Linked DNA regions of Sus scrofa: region 2 is linked to region 1. The links are chromatin contacts, called in public Hi-C maps. All regions are on one chromosome and are shown on one strand. Each heading gives the region's core, a stretch centred on a gene start, on an enhancer-like site or on the middle of the called end of the contact. The rest is flanking DNA. Distances are from core to core; before and after follow the strand shown. Region 1 holds the start of KLHL36 (kelch-like protein 36). Region 2 overlaps USP10 (ubiquitin carboxyl-terminal hydrolase 10).

What was found. Hi-C and Micro-C count contacts between places; a contact is called where the count stands out from the background.
Region 2: a Hi-C map of retroperitoneal adipose tissue shows a contact between it and region 1, with 1.6 times the contacts expected there. The contact joins the enhancer-like site here to the promoter of KLHL36 in region 1. A contact is called at or near these places in 2 of 5 promoter capture datasets (fetal liver and liver), 10 of 47 Hi-C or Micro-C datasets (blood, embryonic fibroblasts, epiblast stem cells and 5 more) and 1 of 2 datasets of contacts at active chromatin or transcription factors (alveolar macrophages).

The regions. Positions count from the first base shown.
Region 1 is chr6:4,077,594-4,082,748 of Sscrofa11.1, reverse strand. It overlaps KLHL36 (kelch-like protein 36), which reads left to right and starts at 2,566. Exons shown (of 5, transcript XM_021093726.1): 1 at 2,566-2,716.
Region 2 is chr6:4,025,411-4,030,565 of Sscrofa11.1, reverse strand. The region is part of intron 1 of USP10 (ubiquitin carboxyl-terminal hydrolase 10); the gene reads left to right. Among named protein-coding and RNA genes, the nearest start is that of USP10, 16 kb to the left of the region's middle. Within about 2 kb of position 1,950, at least 5 of the 83 cell types and tissues checked have an H3K27ac peak or open chromatin away from gene starts, as enhancers often do. A contact at or near this core is called in mesenteric adipose tissue and retroperitoneal adipose tissue, where this site is marked.

The DNA.
Region 1 (5,155 bases), core at 1,317-3,816:
GGGTTGAATCGGAGCTGTAGCCGCCGGCCTACGCCAGAGCCACAGCAACGCGGGATCCGAGCCACGTCTGCGACCTACACCACAGCTCACGGCAACGCCGGATCGTTAACCCACTGAGCAAGGGCAGGGACCGAACCCGCAACCTCATGGTTCCTAGTCGGATTCGTTAACCACTGCGCCACGACGGGAACTCCCCAAGCACATCTTTAACTAAAGCTGTGAAACAGAATCTGTCCTGCCCACAGCACTCTGAGTGTGTCCCTGACACGGGACTGGCCGTGTTAGAGTAATTGCTCCTTTACTTGTTTACCACCCTCCCTAACATCCTCGAAAGAGTCTTTCTATCCCTGGCATCACCTCAGCACCTGGCACAGAGTCTGCTCAATGAATTGATGAATGGCGTGCGTGAAGTCATGAAAAAGCGGAGACTGGCATATCAAGATACAGACATAGAACGAGATGGGGGATTAGCTTTGGGCTGATGGAGAGGGGTCAAGGAGAGGGGAGGGGTCAAGAAGGGGGGTCGAGGAGGGGGGAGGGGTCGAGGAGGGGAGGGGTCAAGGGGGAGGGGTCAAGGGGGGGATGTGCAAGTAAGGCTTTAAAGATATGCCTAAGTGGAGTTCCCTTCCTGGCTCAGCAGAAATGAATCTGACTAGCATCCATGAGGACTCAGGTTCGATCCCTGGCATCGCTCAGTGGGTTAAGGATCCGGTGTTGCTGTGAACTGTGGTGTAGGTTGCAGACGTGGCTTGGATCTGGCATTGCTGTGGCTGTGGTGTAGGCCAGTGGCTGCAGCTCCAATTCAACCCCTGAGTGCAGCGCTAAAAACAAAAAAAAAACCCAAAAAACAAAAAAAGGCACGCTCCCAATCCTTACCAGAGAAGGCAGGAAACAGAAAAACAGGGAGACCGAGAAATTTTTTATTCAACTTTGGGTTTTCTTGGCTTTGTTTTTTGTTTTGGCCTCACCCATGGCCTTGAACTTTCCCAGGCCAGGGATCGAAGCCGCCCATAGTAGTAACCCAGGCCACTGGGTCCTTAACCTGCTGAGCTACCAGGGAACTCCAATTTACCCTTTTACTTATTTATTTAGTTTTGCTTTTTTAGGCCCGCACTCACGGCGTATATAAGTTCCCAGGCTAGGGGTTGAATCAGAGCTGCAGTTGCCCGCCTACACCACAGCCACAGCAACGCCAGATCCAAGCTGCATCTGCGACCCACAACACAGCTCACAGCAATGCCGGATCCTTAATGCACTGAGCAAGGTCAGGGACCAAACCCACATTCTCATGGTTAATAGTCAGGTTCGTTACTGCTGAGCCACAGTGGGAACCCCCAATTTACCCTTTTAAATTGTACAATTCAATGGTTTTTCATAGATTCAGAGTTGCACAACCATCAATACTACCTAATTTCACGACATTTTTTACACCACACTCAAAAAATCCCTTCATATTTAACAACCACCACATTTCACCCCAACTCACCGGTCCTGGGCAAACACTAATTTAAGTTCTGGCTCTTTGGATTTGCCTACTTTGGAAACTTTACATAAATGGAATCATGCAATATATGTCCTTTTACGTAGTGTTCTTTCACTTATTATGTTTTCAAGGTTCATCCATGCTGTAGTGTAAGTTTGACCATGATAGATCTGTGATGGTTAAATTTATTCACTCTGCTGAGCACCTACTAGGTGGGGGCCCAGCTAGGAATAAAACCAAAGGTAACTGCTGCCCTAGAGGGTTTCTAGTGGGGGAGAGGGTCAATAAGTCAAATGAATAAGAAAATGATCCAGGGAGTTCCCGTCGTGGCTCGGTGGTTAACGAATCTGACTAGGAACCAGGAGGTAGCTGGTTCGATCCCTGGCCTCGCTCAGTGGGTTAAGGACCAGCGTAGCCGTGAACTGTGGTGTAGGTCGCAGAGGCGGCTGGGATCCCGCGTTGCTGCGCCTATGGCGTAGGCGGGCAACTACAGCTCCGATTGGACTCCTAGCCTGGGAACCTCCATATGCCAAGGGAGCAGTCCTAGAAAAGGCAAAAAGACAAAAAAAAAAAAAAAAAAAAAAAAAAGATCCAGAAGATTATACAATGGTAAGGCTAAATGAAACGTAAAGCTGGAAGTGAAGAGAGAGAATGTGACTTTAAACAGAGGAGTAGGCGAAGGCCTCGCCTTAGGGTGCATGCAGGGGACCTTCGCCCTAAGACTGGACCTAAGACTGGAAGGAGGTGATGGCTGGAAGATGCCACTGCGCTGTCACCTCCCAGCGCTCAGGTCTCGGCCAGCCGCTCACTTCCCCCCAGGCCTGGGACCGTGCCCGTCCCGTCCGCTCCGTGTCCCTATGCCTGGAATGGCGGGCGACCCCCACTACGCATTTCGCGATGCGTGACCGTGTGTGGCGCGCCCAGGCAGCGACCGAGCCGGGGGCAGCCCAGGGCTGAGCGCCAAGTGTGGGCGCGGACCCAGCCCTCGCCCCGCCCCGCCCCCCGCGCGCCCCGCCCCCCGCGCAGGCCCCGCCCCCGCGCCGCCTGAGCCCGCCCCCTCCCGGCCGCCGCCATTGGCCGCGCGCGCCTCCGCCCTCGGCGTCGCACTTCCTGGCGGAGCCATGGCCGCGCACCCGGCCCGCCTGCGGGCTCCGGCGCCCGGGCCCCGCCGCCCCGCCCGCCCGGCCCCGCCGCCGGGGCTCCCCGCGCCGCGCCCGTAGCGCGCCCTCTCAGGTGGGCCTCTGCGCGCGCCCCCTTCCTGCCCGGGCCCAGCCGGAGCCGCGCGCCGTCCGGGGGCCGGGGCGGGGGGCGGGCCGGCCTCACCGGGGTCCCGGGCCCCGCGAGCTGCGCCCCCGCCCCGCCCCCGGGATCCCTTTGTGCTCCGGGGATGGCGGGAGGGCGGCGGGGCGGGCGGAGGGGCGGTCGCGGGGTGGGAGGAGGGGGCCGCCGCCCCCGCAGGTGGAGGTGCGGCCTGGGCGGCCAGCCCCGCGCGGCCCAGCTGAGTGTCCCCGCGTCCCGCCGCGGTTGCTGGCCCCCGGCGCGACCCAGCTTCGCCTCCCTCCGCCTCCTCCTAGCCGGCTCGAGCCTGCCCGGGCGGCCGTTGTACCGGCAGTTCCGCCAGGGGGTGCCGGGTCCGAGCGAGGGACAGCGACGTCCCCGGAGACCCCGCCGGCGAGGCCCGGGACGTGTGAGTGCCCGCGGGCATCCGCTCCCATCTCAACGATGCTGTCTCCGTCAGTGCTGAGGTCGGGCAGGATCTGGGATCTGGGTCGAAACCCGGGGAAAGAACCCGAAGAGGAGGCTCCCTGGGGACCCTCCTGGCCTGAGGTGGCCTCTGTTCCCGTGTTTACCGAAAGACCTTTTTACACCAAACTGGGGATTGCCGCTGTCCCCACGGATGGCCTTGACCCGTCACCTGCTTTCAGCAAGCATGGAAGCAGCTGACACCCAACACTCCTGTAGCCCTTGGCCCCAAACCACCTGCCCGCAGACAAAAGGGAGCCTCCACAAGGGGAGACGCTCTCTAGAAATCTTGGCCTAGACAAGAAAGCTTTTAGCACTGAGGTCAAACCTGAGCCCTGACTGGCTGCCTGGGATGAGGGAGACTTTCTGCTGTGTGACCTTGGGTGGGTCCCACGGCCACCTGAGCCTGGATGTCAGAAACAATGGTGGTACCTGTCTTAGAGGATGCAGGTGAAACAGAGAAGTTAGGGGTGAGTAGGAGGCAGCGCAAGGAGGCCCGGGTCCTTCCCATCCCCCCTCTCTGAGCCCCCTCAGCATCCGAGGGGGAGTCAGAAAGGACAGGGGCAGGGGCGGCTGGTCTTTGTCACAGAGTTGCTGATTGGTCCAGAGAAATCTGGTTGTCCTTTCCTTCCCCCAGGAAGTCGGCAGGATGGACTGTGCCCAGTTTTATTCCTCCAGGGGGGACACTGCCACCACCTCTGTGTGTCCCTGATTGTCTTGACACTGTGCTGACTGCTTGTCACATGATTTTCTATCAACAAAGTGTTCACTCGGTGACAGATTGACTCTTCTCAACTCAGAAAAATTCCTTCTCAAACCGTCAGTGCCAGTTTGTGACCCGTGCCCACACTGCTGGCCTCATCCTTTCTCTGTGTGCTCCCATCCTCCGAGGTCCCCCATAGCCCAGCTCAGTGCTCTTAGTGAGTTGCCTGGCATTTCAAAGCTGGAAGAAACTTTTAACATTGCCTGCTACACCAGCCCACTCCATAAACTCAACCTTGAAGTCTAGAGAGGTTAACTTGCCTTTTCAAGTTTATCTTGGATATTTGTGGTGGGACATATGTCCCCAGCCAAAGTTTCCTGCCTGTGAGCACTTTTTTTTTTTTTAAAGGCCAGGTGGAAGAGCCTAAGGGTTAAGAGCATGAAAGCCTCCTTAGGTTGAAATCCTAAATCCGGAGTTCCCATTGCGGCTCAGAGGATTAAGACTCTGACTGGTATCCATGAGGATGTGGGTTCGATCCCTGGCCTTGCTCAGTGGATTAAGGATCTGGCATTGCCAAAAGCTGTGGTGTAGTTCACAAATGTGGCTCAGATTCGACCCCTAGCCCGGGCACTTCCATATGCCCTAAAAATAAAAAATAAATTAAAAAAAATCTTATTAAAAAAAAAAGAGGCATTCCTGTCGTGGCTCAGCGGAAATGAATCCGGCTAGAAACCATGAGGTTGCGGTTTTGATCCCTGACCTCACTCAGTGGGTTAAGGATCCAGTGTTGCCACGAGCTGTAGTGTAAGTCGCAGACGCAGCTCAGAGATGGCGTGGCTGTGTCTGTGGCGGAGGCCGGTGGCTACAGCTCTGATTAGACCCCTAGCCTGGGAACCTCGAAATGCCCAGGGTGCGGCCCTAAAAAGGACAAAAGACCAAAAAAAAGAAAAAAATCCTAACTCTGCCTCTCTTTCCTGTGTGTAACGCTCGATCGACAAGTCACTTCCCCTTACTGCCTTCAGCTTCCTCCTCTGTGAACGGAGGATGGTGGCAGTTCAGGCCTCCTAGGGTTGTGGTGGGGATTAAACCCGTGACGACGGAAAAGCACTTAAGACAGTGCCTGGGTCTACACCATATTTGATGCTTGGTAGGCGTGACGGCGCTGCATTCTTGACTTCATGAAATGTTAGTCTCTCCAAGACTGGACCGTGTTCATAGAGCATCCT
Region 2 (5,155 bases), core at 701-3,200, 52 kb after region 1:
GAGACTTCCTTTTAGGGTTTTCATGGCTCTCTTGCTCTCTTTTTTTTTTGCGGAGGGGATCTTTTTAGGGCCACACACTTGGCATATGGAGGTTCCCAGGCTAGGGATTGAATCAGAGCTGTAGCTGCTGGCCCACACCACAGCCACAGCCACAGCAACTCGGGATCCAAGGCACGTCTGTGACATACACCACAGCTCACAGCAACGCTGGATCCTTAACCCACTGAGTGAGGCCTGGGATTGAACCTGCGTCCTCATTTCATAGCTCTCGATCTCTGCTGGAGTTCCTCGAATCCAGGCGACTGACCTGTATATCAGCTCATTAGCTGTTTTGTTTCACTCTTTGGGCTGTTTCTCAACAGAGATAGCTGAGATCAGAGGACATTTACTGATGTAGATAAAATGCCTTGGCCTTGGCCTTCCCAATCCCAGTAGTGTCCAGAGCAGGGATCCTTTGTTGACCTGGTCTGAGCAAATGCTGTTATCCCTAAATGTGAGGCCTGCAGAGCTGCCTGCCTTGCTGGGTGGAGAGCCTGTGTCATTGATGCGTGTGGAAGGAGAACTTCTCCCTTGGCTTTTGCCTCCGTTCCCCACCACGACACCGTCGATATCTCAGCCAGTGTTAGCCTTCACCCATGGTACTTCATTTTATTTTTGTGACCACACTCGCAGCATATGGAAGTTCCTGGGCCAGGGGTTGAACTCGAGCTGCAGCAGTGACTCGGGCTGTTGCAGTTAAAATGCTGGATCCTTAACCTACTGAGCCACCATGGAGCGCCTCATGTTTGTATTTTAAGACTAGTATTTGAGACAGAGCAAGTTACACAGAGCAAGTTATGAAATAGTTGGAAAAGATTGAGAAAGGTCTTTTTAGAAAAAGTTTGTCAGTAAGCTGGCCCGTGTTTGGTGAAGGCCAGCGGCTTTAGCTGCCGCGCGTAGCTGACGGGAAGGTAATAACCCAAGCGGTCTTCCCTGTGTGTGCAGCGGGTGACTCAGCAGGTGACTAAGGCACAGGAGGCAACTGGAGGCTTCTGGGATGTGGGATTAGGTGCCTGACGAGGCGGTGCGCATGCTGAGTTCTGCAGGGTAATTGAGGGAGGGAGACGGGTCGTGAGGAGCCCTGAGAATGAAGAGGGTTTGGCACGTGGAGAGAAACGTGCCGTGTGAGGAGGGCTTCGGTCTCATGTTAACCTGTCACTTTGGCGTTTTGAGTGATCTTTGTAGGAATCCCCTGTTGCTGCCGTGGAACGTGAGGCAGACCTTTTATCTCCTATATGGCTCACTCCATTCCTGTCTCAGGATGCTTTTGCTAATAATTAAACGTTAGCTCAGCTCTTACACCATAAATTAGAGATTTACTAGCTCATAAAACTAGAAATTTCTATAGGTAGGTCAGGCTTCAAGGTTGGTTTGACTCATCAGTTCAGTGACATCTTTGAGAACCTGGTTTTTCTTTACCTGTGTTGTATCTGTTTTGTCCTAAGGCTAGGCATCCCCCCCGCAGCAAAATGACTACTGTAGGAGCTCCTATTGTGGCTCAGTGGTTAACGAACCCAACCAGCATCCTGAGAATCCTTGGCCCCGCTCAGTGGGTTAAGGATCTGGCATTCCCGTGAGCTGTGGTGTAGGTTGCAGATGAGGCTCAGATCCTGAGTTGTTGTGGCCGTAGTGTAGACAGGCAGCTGCAGCTCTGATTCAGCCCCTACCCGGGGAACCTCCATATGCTGAGGGTGCGGCCCTAAAAAAGAAAAAAAAAAAAAAGAGGCTACCGTAGTGGCAGGCTTCATGTTTGTGCCCGGCACACGCACTGGAACAAGAGAGTGAGTGTGTCCCAGAATTCTTTGGCACCCCCTGAACCCAGCACTCTGTGCGAGGAGGATAGCACGCCCTGTGGACTCCCCTCTGGAGCTGGGGGTGTGTGTGTGTGTTGGCCTTCTGAACTGGGGCCCCCTCTCCCGGGAGGAAGGGAAAGGACATTGGGAGGATGGCCACAAAGTCCCTTGCAGTCCTGAAGCCCTGTCCCTCCCCACTCTCCTTTTCCAGCTTTGTAGTTTCCTCGTTCTGGGCTCCCAGACTGAGGACTGTCCTTTCTCCCTGGCAGGTCATTCTGGACCATCTGAACATTTCTTCTTTTATTTTAGAGTCTTCCTTAAGTTTTCTTGTTGCTTAACTATCTATACATCTGTGCCTCGGGGTCAGCTCCAGCTTCCAGTCTCTCCTCTCCCAGTTTATGTTTGTGGGATCTGGGGCACGTTTATTTCTCTCAACCTCTAGTTCTTTTCATCATCACCCAGTAACAGCTACTTACTAGATTATTACTTTTTTTTTTTCTTTTTTTTTTTTTTTTTTTGGTCTTTTGTGTTTTTAGGGCCGCATCTGTGGCATATGGAGGTTCCCAGGCTAGGGGTCTGATTGGAGCTGTTGCTGCCAGCCTACACCTCACCAACAGCAACGCCAGGTTGAGCCAGGCCTGCGAGCTACACCACAGCTCATGGCAACGCCGGATCCTTAACCCACTGAGCAAGGCCAGGGATCAAAGATGGTTCCTAGTCGGATTCGTTTCTGCTGCAGCATAATGGGAACTCCTAGATTACTAGATTCTAAGTGTGCTTAAGTGGATGGGATTTAGAACTGAAAGATGCACAGAGATCATAGTTTATTTACAGAAACATAGATAAATGATAATTACCATGACATGTGAACAAGGCTTTGAAAGAAATAGGGGTTGCAGTGAATTCCCTGAGGGGGTGATGCCTGTTTTCAGCTTGATGGGCAGAGGAGTGGGGGGTGAGGGAGCCGCCTGCATGGAGGGCAGGAGAGTAGTGAGTCCATTTGGAGTCACGGGGTCTTAGGTGCAGAGAGGTAAGGTGGGATCCTTTAGGCCGGGAGGGCCATTACACCACGCTAGAGAGTGTAGATCCCATCTCTGCCGTCCGTACAGGTAGCAGTTGACCAGATGTCCTGGTGCACACTTGTTCCAAGGTAATTAATTTGGTCCTTTTACTCTGAAAGTTGCCTCCCATTTGGATGAGAAATGTTCACCCAACTTAATGGAGGAGTTTGGAGCCACGTGGTGCTTACTTTATAGGAGGATCCTGGGGTTATGTGAGCCTCAGCAGCTGCTTCGCAAACTCAACCTACACTAAGGATCCCCTGGGCATCTTGTTAATGGCATATTTGGCTTCAGTAGGTCTCGGTGGGGCCTCAGAGCTGCATAAGCCCCCTGGGTTCCGCCTTCGCTGCTGGCCCAGGAATCAAACCCAAGCTGCCACTGAGACAGTGTTGCATCCTTAACCCGAAGCGTCACAGCAGAACTCCGAATCACTGTCTTTTAGGAGTGACGGGATGGCTAAATGAGGTCTGTATGTTAAACGCCTTCAGGGCAGCGCTTAACCCGAAGGAGTCATGCAGCTCGTGGTAGGTACTTGTCCCCCACCTCCATCCCCGCAAGTTTTTTGAAGGCAGTAAACATTGCTTAAACATTTAAAATACTTTTTTTTTTTTTTTTTGTCTTTTTTCTATTTCTTTGGGCCGCTCCCGCAGCGTATGGAGGTTCCCAGGCTAGGGATCTAATCGGAGCCGTAGCCACCAGCCTACACCAGAGCCACAGCAACGCGGGATCCTTAACCCACTGAGCAAGGCCAGGGATTGAACCCGCAACCTCATGGTTCCTAGTCGGATTCGTTAACCACTGAGCCACAACGGGAACTCCTAAAATACTTTCTTTATATCTTCTGTGCCATTGGTGCTCAGTAGAAATCTGTTTAGTTTGGTGACAGACTGTTTTAGGACTGTTGGCCGTTCTGTCAGCACTTTTTTTTTTTTTTTTTTTTTTTTTTTTTTTGTCTTTTTAGGGCCACATCTGCGGCATATGGAAGGTTCCCAGGCTAGGGGTTGAATCAGAGCTGTAGTCGCCAGCCTACACCACAGCCGTAGCAACGCAGGATCTGAGCTGTGTCTTCGATCTACACCACAGGTGACGGCAACGCCAGATCCTTAACCCACTGAGCGATGATGCCAGGGATCGAACCCACGTCCTCATGGATGCTAGCTAGCCGCGTTCATTAACTGCTGACCCACGACGGGAACTCCCATTCTGTCACCATTTGAGGGTCTCTTACGTGTCAGGCGTTCAGTGGGTGTTGGGAGGCCGAGGTCTCATCTTGGTTATTGCCGGCGGCCAGGCCTGGAGGGGCTGGCTCATCAGGGCTTGGGTTGGGCAGTGCTTTCTGACTGGTGTGTGATGTGTGTGCGGAAAGGTGCTGCTCCTGCCTTTGCCTCATTGAGGTCCTGGTCTCTGGATCGATCGATCCTGCATGAAGTGTTAGTATGTAGCACTGCATTAGGATTCTGATTTCAGCCCCTGCAGTTGCTGCTGTTTTTACCAAATAAAATTTTTGTGCATTTTGGTACTTTGATGAGGTTTTTCCTAGGTACTTGGGTATATAATTCAAGGTAATTTTCTAAGTTTCTCATCTGGGAGGTTGGAAGAATGATGAAATTTGCTCTTGACATAATTGTAGAAGCTGATTTTGAAAAAATAATGGGCCTCTTGATTTTAAAGTTAAACTAGTACGTAGCAGCAGAAGAGCCCAAGAGTTGGGAGCTTGAAAGAAGCAACTGGAGGAGAATTGAGCAGCCCAGGTAGAAGATGTATTTGGACTTCGTCAACTTAGTTGAAGCTCTGAGAGTGGGTGAGCTGCTTAGCCGGGGAATATCCAGGTGCCCAGCCAGAGGGGAGAGAGAGAATGGTTCAAGAGGCAGGACCAAGTCTGTTTTTCTTTTTAGGGCTGAACCTGTGGCCTCTGGAAGTTCCCAGGCCAGGGGTAGACTCGGAGCTGCAGCTGGGGCCTGTGCCACAGCCCTGGCAACACCAGTCGTCTTAAGTTTAATTTTTCTTTTTTTCCTTGTTTTCCTTTTTTTAGGGCATATGAAGGTTCCCAGGCTAGGGGTCGAATGAGAGCTACAGCTGCTGACCTACACAAAAGCGACAGCAATGCAGGATCTGAGCCGCATCTGTGACCTGCAACACAGCTCATGACAACGCCAGATCCCCGACCCACTAAGCGAGGCCAGGGATTGAACTGGCATCCTCTTGGATGCTAGTTGGATTCGTTTCCGCTGAGCCACGACAGGAACTCCCAGTTTAATTTTT